2 separate regions of the Capra hircus genome follow, and region 2 is linked to region 1. Evidence: chromatin contacts called from public Hi-C data. All regions are on one chromosome and are shown on one strand. The core of a region is the stretch at or near the end of the contact, and the rest is flanking DNA. Distances in the headings are between cores, read along the strand shown.

Region 1 (4,513 bases), core at 815-3,314:
TGGAAGGACTGATGCTGAAGCTGAAGCTTCAATACTTAGGCCACCTGATGCAAAGAGCCGACTCATTGGAAAAGATCCTAATGCTGGGAAAGATTGAAGGCAAAAGAAGGGGGTGGCAGAGGAGGAGATGGCTAGAAAGCATCAACAACTCAATAGACATGAATCTGAGCAAATTCCAGGAGACAATGAAGAACAGGGGAGCCAGTCCGTGGGGTCACAAGGTCACAAAGTGTCGGATACGGCTTAACAACTGAACAACAATTTCCTTATGCTCCTTAAGGAAGGAAAGAAGGAAGGAAATCTTCAACGTCTATTATGTTCCAGGTACCTAGACAACTTGCCAGCATTTATTTCCCACTCAACCGCACTGCCCGCAGATATTATGACTTCCTTACTGACAGATGAGGAGTTGGAGGTTGAAAATCTGCCTTGCCTAGTAATAACACAGCTATCAAGTGGAAGAGGCAAAGTTTGAAGACCCAAGACCTCTGATGCCAAGTCTGGCTCTCATTTTACCACACTGTGATTATTTTTATAATAGTTGAATGTGGAAGGGTAGAAGCCACTCCAGCAGTCATTGGGTCCTCCCCAGAGGATAAGCATGGCTTTGAAACCATTTCACTCAGATTGGGACTTGAGCCCATGTCCTGGGACTCAAACCCAGCCAAAACTCACGGTCTTCCAACTGAGATCACAGGTTTCAGGACCTAATGAAGCCCAGGTTCCTGATATCTCATTGCAGAAAGAATTCAGTGAAAGAGTGATAGGTAAGAAGTGGATTTATTCAGTGAAAAACACTCCACAGACAGAAGGTGGGCTGCCACAGAGGGCGAGTGCAGCCCCCAAATGTGGTGTCATTAGCTTTTATGGACTGGGAAATTTCATAGGCTAACGAGTGGCGGAACTATTCCAACTATTGTGGGGGAAAGGTTGGGATTTCCAGGTGTTTGGCCACTGTCCAGTTTTCTCTGATGGAACTGCCGTGGCAGCTCTAACCCTGTCATTTAGCTTGCCGACATGTTACAATGAGTTTATGCCGAGTGTCAAGGTTTAGTCAAGTTGCCTTGTCTGTCATCTTGGACCCATTTGGTTCTGTTCAGTTTATGCTGTGCCCTTGGGCTATGTCGTTCTTTCAAAGGTTTTGTCCTGTCCCTTTTCCTCCTATTTCAATTTCATGGCCATAGTAGAGAACCAACCAGTTGGAATGAATGGCATTTTCACCACTTTATCTTCAGCACTACACAACCTAGTACCTGACATGTATTGCATATTCTTAAGTCATTGGATTGAATTTTTGAAAAATTTTAATAGTTTTACTGAGATATAGTTCACATACATTTTACCCATTTAAAATGTATAGTTCAATGGCTTTTAATATGTTCAGAGTGCAAGCACCACCACAATCTAATTTTAGAACATTTTCATTACCCCAGAAAGAAACTAGTGCCCGTTAGTAATTACTCCCCATTCCCTCCTCCCCTCCTTGGATTGATATGTTTAAAAGAATCATAACTGAGTTGAAGGTGAAAAACATCTTGCAAAGCCCCCATGGGAATAGGATCTTTACACAGATAAAACAAGCAAGCGAAGTCCAGGAAAGAGGTTTCCTGCACACAGCCGTTCAGCCCTGGTTTCCTAGTAGAATCTGAGCCGGAGTTAACCAAAGTCCTACTACGGCCAGTATGTGAGTTACAGTCACAGCCTTGAATCTGTGGCAAAAGCAGATGGCACTTCCAGCAGGCATTCCCCAGAGGAGCAATTTTCCACGAGGACTGTGCATGGCAACTAGCCATCCTGGGATTTCTGGCACGGTTCAGTTTCACGTCTTTTGTTCCAAAGTCCTTAGAATGGCACTTGTCCTGGTTGGGTAATGAACCTTGTTTTTGTATATGGAAAATGCAGTTACTACAGGCACGTGGAAAGTGCCTTTTATTGCTTCCTGCTGGCAGATCAAAAGCAGAGGGGTTGGACCACCCCAGGGAAGCCTGTTTTATTCAGGGAAAGGGAGGGGCCTCGGGGCTCAGCAGTCTTCTGCTGTTCTGTGCAGGTCAGGAAACCCAGGGAGGCTGCTGACAGACCCAGCCGAGGCTGCAGCAGGGCTGTGTCCTGAGGATCGGGCCCCGGAAAAGGCAAAGCAAATTGTAACAGGAAAGAAAAAGAGCAGAGACAGAATCGCTGTTTTGTTGCACAAAGGAAGGAGGTGACCCAAGGCTTCTTGTGACACAGGAAGAAGCATATTTGGAGAAGTGAGAGCCGCTTCCTACAGATCCCTTCAGATTAGAAGCCAATTATGGATTGCCCCGAGGAGGGCACGGCAATCCACTCCAGTATTCTTGCCTGGAGAATCGCAAGCACAGAGGAGCCTGGTGGGCTACAGTCCATAGGGTCGCAAAGACTCAGACGGGACTGAGCCTCTAAGCGCAGCCTCAGTTTGCCCCGGGACAAACAAGAAGCTCTTTTGTGGTTCTGGTTCTTTCCACACCTGGGTGAGGTCACTTGTGTAAAGGTGGCCTTCGTAAGCATGTTGAAACCAAGCCCAAAGCCTATTTGTTTTCTAGGATCAGCCTATTAAGACCTGCCTTCCCATCCTCCGGTCCTCCCACCCTCCCAGCTGGTCCGACAGGTCCCTAATGGTTAATTAAATCTTGAGCTAGGACTCAAGAGTCAGTCTCATCCTGCTTCCCTCATCAGCTCTGAAGCCAAGGGCACATCACTTACCCCCTCCGATCTCTGCTTTCTCAAAAGAGTAGAGAAGATTGACAGAATTATCTTATCCAGACAGACTGATTGCTTTGCCCTGAGGTGATTCAACTATCGGATTCCACATTTAAAAACCTTGAAAATATTTGGATTCCTCAGTGCAGGAAAATCTTCATGATTCTACACATTTCATTCGTTAATTCACTGAAACACGTATTAAGCACCACTATATGTCAGCCGTGCTAAGCAACAAAGTGATAACTTCTGCTCATTGAATCCCTACTATGTGTCGCAAGTTGTCAGATACTTTAGATTGATCGTCCCGTTTAATCTTCCCCACAACTCTATGAGTTAATACTTTCATCATTAGGCTAAAAGGAGCCCGTAGTAGTTCAGATGGTAAAGAATCTGCCTGCAATGCAGAAGACATGGGTTTGATCCCTGGGTCAGGAAGATCCCCTGGAGAAGGGAATGGCAACCCACCTCAGTATTTTTACCTGGAAAATTCCATGGACAGGGGAGCCTGCTGGGCTATGATCCATGGGGTGGCAAAGAGTTGGACACGACTGAGCGACTAACACACTTATTAGGCTAAGAAGAGTTTAGGTAACTTTTTCCGGTTCACAGGTCCTTGATTCTAGATACTAATCCTGCCATTGCATAGATAAATGAGATGTAGTGGGTTCTGATTTCAAGGATGTTCCAACCAGCAGCCCTGTGGCCAGCTAGCAGGCTCTGAAACCCTTGACATTGTTCACTTGGTACTTGGGATTCTCTAAGCAAGAATACTGGAGTGGGTTGCCATGCCCTTCTCGGGGGACTTCCCGACCCAGGGATCCGACGAGCCTCTTAACCTCTCCTGCATTGGCAGGCGAGTTCTTTACCACCAGCGCCACCTGGGAAGCCCTATGAGTTCCGCAGACCAAGTTTTCTTCCATAGGAATGGCCATACCATAAATATTATAAACTGAAGAAATAGCGCCCTCTTGTGTCAGAAGAATAACACATTCGCTCTCAGGAGAAAGACATTTTGAACAATCTTAAAACTATGAAACTCTTGGGGTTTTTTCGTTTTTATTTTTGCCTACTTTGACTTTGAAACATGCTACAGAACTCTTTGTAAATTACTAAGTACAAGGATCAGCAGGACAGAATGAAGGGACATGATGTTTGAATACTCCTTCGCTGGGGGATCTGATTGTCCTACACTAGCCTGGAAAATCCAGAACTTCTGTTTCAATATGAATATGATCCCTCTTGACATGTTTACTTTCTTCCTTTGTGTTTTCCCCACCCCTCCCATTTCTTTTCTCTTTTTTCTATTTTTAACCTGCATTTGCTTCCCCCTGCTCCTTTCTACTCTCTCTACCTGTCCTTAAAAATAGTTATATTTGCTTATAAACAATACCACATTTATTCCTCTTTTTATGGGATTTAAAAATTTTATCTGTTCTTTTTTTGAGTGTGTGTTGGGGGTGGCAGAGGGTATACAAAGAAGGAAACACTGATATAACCTAGGATTTAGAAGATCTGGATTTTTCTCCATCCAGCCATCCCTTCCTGCTCTTTCCATAAAGGATTAGCAGTCTGCACAAAGTAACATTCACCATAGAATCCTGTATGTTTGCTCAAAGTGAGTCACAAGATATCTTATGGTGGAATCTCTCAGAAACCAAGGAAAAGAGGAAAAAATAGTCAGTGATTGTACTCATCATATTCATTAGATAAAACAGATGAATTGCTCTTTGGAAGTATTGTGTTGTCTGGTACTGAGGCCTGACAAATTCTCCCATGGATCCTCATGAGGACAGGA
Region 2 (4,901 bases), core at 1,019-3,518, 220 kb before region 1:
TCTGTCATATCTGATGAAGCTCTGTAATAGCCACATAATTCACTGGCCTCTTAATTTCAGATTTCTATCCTCCACCAACTGGCAGCATAAGCTTGCTAAAAAGCAAATCCTCATTTGTTACTCCTCTACTTAAAATCCTATTTGCCTTCAGGACTACTTTCCAATTTCTTAGCCTAGAATGTGGGGCTTTCAAGACCTGTGCTTAGTCATTTGACTCCTTGTGACCCCATGGACTATAGCCTGCTAGGCTTCTCTGTCCATGGGATTTTCCTGGCAAGAATACTGGAGTGGGTTGCCACTTCCTTCATCAGGGAGTCTTCCTGACTCAGGGATTGAACCCACGAACCTGCATCTCCTGAGTCTCCTGCATTGCAGGCAGATTCTTTACTGCTGAGCCACTGGGGAATCACTGCACATTTATGCATGACTGACACAGGCGTTTCCTTAACATTGTTATTTCAATAGCCTAAAGCTGTTCTGTTCAAGACCTGGTTCTTCGCCAAATCTGATGCTGCAATCACATGGGCCTCACTCCCACCTTGAAACTTTGGGTTGGTCCTTCCAACTGGAATGGTCTTTACCCAAGTCTCTCAGGATTCTCCCAGCTTGCTTTCGAATGTTTGTGGCCTTGAGCTGGGCTTATCAGTTCATCCTTACTGCCCAGACATTTATCCTTTCTCCTTGGAGCCGCTCGCACGTGACTGTCTAGAGCTCACTGTGACGGTGGGGCTGTCTCCTCTGAGCTTGTCAAGGGCAGGGATTCTGTCTCCCTCATCTTTCTATCCCCTTGGGGGTACACTTGGTGTAGGGTCAAACATTAGAAGGCTGTCAGCATGCTCTGTCTTCACAGTTGCATCCTACACACCCCCAGTGTGTGGGACACAGTAGGCGCTAGTGAGCTCCATCTATCCACTGCAGAGTGGCAACCACCAGGACCGCCACTGTGAGGCATATTCGTATTCCCACCCACCACACCTGGTAAGGAATCCGCCTGCAATGCAGGAGACCTGGGTTTGACCCCTGGATTGGAAAGATCCCCTGGAGAAGGGAAAGGCTACCCACTTCAGTATTCTGGCCTGGAGAATTCCATGAACTGTATAGTCCATGGAGCCAGGCACGACTTTCACTTCACTTTCACTCCTCTATAGGAAGAGAAAAGAGGAGTGTGGGGAGATGATGTGAGCGTGTATGTGTGTGTGTGTGTGTATAATCTGGCACAACTATTCAAAACGATAACTCTGGCGTGGTCTGCACTATCACCGTCCAACAGAATTTTCTGTGATGAAGGAAATGTTCTCTCCCTGCACTGTCCTTCGCCACATGTAACTAGTGAGCACTTGAGACTGAGGATCTGAATTTTAAATTTAATTTTAATTAATTTAAATTAATGGTCTCATGCGGCCTGTAGCTATTATCTAGGACAGTGCTATAAGAGCGTTCACCTTAAAATGCCAGAACAGAACCACTGGCGATGGAGCTGGGACATGTCTATGACAGAGAATAACACCAGCTTCGATCAGAGGGTAATTATTACTACATAAGAGAAAAGGTATCACACCAGTTAAGCTAAGCCTTTTATCAATATGTATTGGGTTGGCCAAAGAATTTTGTTCAGGTTTTTGTAACATCTTATGGAAAACCTTGAACAAAGTTTTTGGCCAACCCAATATTTCTCCATTTAATGTGATTCCAGGATGCCAAACTAATGCTTAATAAGAGATCTCATGTTAGTCTAATGCCCAAGTCATACAGTGGTGAGGTTGCTTTACTGGGCCTTCGCCTCTGCAGGCAGGGCTGGCATTCTGCAATGACTTTAATGCATGCTGGCCATAGGGAGGAGGAGGCCTGAAGGGTGGCCCTTGGAGAGTCACAGTCTACAAGCTTGAAGTTAATTGAAATAGAAAATTCATAATGAACCTAAATCTTTCACTTTCTCTCATGGTATTTTCGAGGGAGGACATGAAAGGAGGCCAGTTATTTCCAGCCAAGTGCTAGCTCTCCTCCTAAGTTTGCTTCATTTTTCTCCCTTGGGCTGTTTTCTCTCTTGCCCAAGCCCATTTAGCCAACATTCAGTCATGAGCTGAGCCTCCTGTCTGAGCCTGGCGTGTCCCGAGGGTCCTGTGCTCAGGAGCCACGCTGCACCCTCTGAGGTGTGTGCACCTTCCTGATGACGCAGTGCTGGCTCATATCCTTTTACATGGGACCCTGGTTTAGCTGCTTCAACTGCTGCAGGATACAGGCGGCGTGGCACTTGCTGTCTGCCAGCAGCCCCATGCTCCACAGATGTTTCACATTCTTTGGGACCAAGATCCTTGAATGCACTTTTCAGAGCCATTTCCCCCCCTGCCAGATCCACTTCCTTCAGCAATGACTTACATGTAAAAAAGATCGGGGCTTTTAACCAGATAGGAACACTCAGATATGTTATAAACAAAGTCTCCAGGGTTCTTCTGGGCCAGTAAGAGCAAGGACATCTCTTTGCAAAATGATCCATATTCCTCTGAGCCTATTGTACATTCTAAGAGAGGCCCTACAAAATAGGTTTAGATTTTATATTTCATTTATCTAATTGAAATAAACTGCAATTAAAATACAAAACGTGGTTAAGATTCTACACTTCCACTGCAGGGGGTTTGGGCTTCATCTCCGGTCAGGGAACTAAGATCCCACGTGCCATGTGATGAGACCAAAAAATAAAAAAATAAAAAGCTTATGCAAAAAACAAAGTCCTCCCCTTCCCACAACCAATTTTATTCAAAGCAAGAGAAAGAACCTAGACTGAATCTAGTTTCAAAACTCAGTCTCCATGGAGTCCTTAACAGGGGAAGGGCAACCTCAGGTCTTAAGCAAGTTAACCTCCTCCCTTACCCTATCCCCACCCCAACCCGTGCCCACAGCAGAGCAGTGATTCATGTACACATGCCTGAAATTACTTAATGCCCCAAAGGGAAAAGTAACCACAAATGTATCAGACACATAGCACTGGAGGGCAGGAATTGAAAACAAATGTGAGAATATGAAACCTGTCCAACTTCCTCTTCCCAGATGTTGGGAGATTAGGAAAAAAAAAAAAAAATCCCTTTCTTACATTCTGGAATAAAAAAGACCAGACCCATAAAACCCACAGTGAAGGAATGGATGGATTCTTAAATCCAAACCCTGAGCCAAAAAGAGACAATAGTTTAACATCCTATTTTCAGAAGGAAACAGATGCTGGAAGCAGCTGCTCTCCTAGGACTCTCAGAACTTGAAAGATTTGTACTTCCTTCTTGTAAACACAGCCGTGTCTCCCGGAGGTTCTAGAGCTCCTTCCTGCCTTCTGCCCCAGTTGTTTTCCTTGTAACCAGACTTGGTCTGACTTGAGAGCAGCCTTCTGCCAGGATGTGAGGAGGGGGAGGGGAGATGATCACCTCTTTGGGCATTTTTTTTTAAAGAGTACGTATGGACAAACACAATTATGTTACCACATATGATAGACAAAACAAGACAACTGGTTGTACAACTTTTTTTTTTTTTTGGCCACACAGCAAGCAGGCCAACAACTGAAACCATGCCTCCTGAAGTACACAGAGTCTTACTCACAGGACCACAAGGGAAGTTTCAAAACAAGACAACTGGAAACAACCTACATATCCAGAAACAAGTTACAACTTTATGGTACAACTGTTACCCCCAAACTGGTTTTGCCTCTTGTTGGATGTCAAACCAATAGTTACAAACAAGCCAAAGATCAGGAGGAGGAAAGATTTATTATTACTTGCAGCAAGTAAGGAGAACATTGAGAATATTTCCCAAAGCAGCATTTCCCCACTAGCAAAACTGGGGAAGTTTTAAGTGAAGAATACATACATATGTATGAAGGGGCTTGAGCAGAGGAGAGTTCAGCATAGAATTCAGGCATGGAGGTTGACAGAGTCCAAGCTTTAGCTGATTGAAGTCAGGAGGGTCAACATCCTTCACCTGAGTGGGGACCTTACTTCCTGCAGAACTCAAAGGTATAGTGTTATGTAGGAGGAGGATCTAGATCTCCCCTGGTGGCTCAACAGTAAAGAATCCACCCACTATGCGCGAGATGCTGGTTCAATCCCTGATCTGCAAAGATTCCGCCGGAGAAGGAAATGGCAACCCACTCCAGTATTCTTGCCTGGGAAATTTTTCCAGGGGCAGAGGAGCCTGGTGGGCTACAGTCCGTGAGGCTGCAGAGATTCAGACACATGTGAGCACAACTACAACCATGATAATAAATGACACACTCACAGGCACCAAGACAGTCCTAGGCCAACCATAATTCTTGGGCTTTAAGATCACTGCGTGTGGTGACTGCAGCCATGAAATTAAAGGAAAAGCTTGGAGGAAAAGCTATGACAAACCTAGACAGCATATTGAAAAGCAGAGACATCACTTTGCCAACAAAGCTCTGTATGGTCAAAGCTATGGTTTTTCCAATAGTCATGTACGGATGTGAGAGTTGGACCGTGAAGAAGGCTGAGCACCAAAGAACTGATGCTTTTGAACTGTAGTGCTGGAGAAGGCTCTTGAGAGCCCCTTGGACAGCAAGGAGATCCAACCAGTCAATCCTAAGGGACATCACCCTGAATATTCACTGGAAGGACTGATGCTGAAGTTGAAGCTCCAACACTTTGGCCACCTGATGCAAAGGGCCAACTCATTGGAAAAGACCCTGACACTGGGAAAGATTGAAGGCCAGGAGAAGGGGATGACAGAGGATGAGATGGTTGGATGGCATCACCAACTTAATGGACATGATTTTAAGCAAACTGCAGAAAATAGTGGAGGACAGGGAAGCCTGGCGTGCTGCAGTCCACGGGGTCTCAAAGAGTTGAACAAACTCAGTGCCTGAACAACAACAATCACAACAGGCCAAAAAGTGGACAGTGGTC

The links. A called contact is a pair of places that touch in the nucleus more often than the background predicts.
Region 2: a contact with region 1 is called in a Hi-C map of liver, with 6 times the contacts expected there. The contact joins two enhancer-like sites. A contact is called at or near these places in 2 of 5 Hi-C or Micro-C datasets (blood and liver).

What each region holds. Positions count from the first base shown.
Region 1 is chr3:118,968,397-118,972,909 of ARS1.2, reverse strand. No RefSeq gene overlaps it. Among named protein-coding and RNA genes, the nearest start is that of CREG1, 32 kb to the right of the region's middle. Within about 2 kb of position 2,064, at least 2 of the 5 cell types and tissues checked have an H3K27ac peak or open chromatin away from gene starts, as enhancers often do.
Region 2 is chr3:119,189,163-119,194,063 of ARS1.2, reverse strand. No RefSeq gene overlaps it. Among named protein-coding and RNA genes, the nearest start is that of MPZL1, 100 kb to the right of the region's middle. Within about 2 kb of position 2,268, at least 4 of the 5 cell types and tissues checked have an H3K27ac peak or open chromatin away from gene starts, as enhancers often do.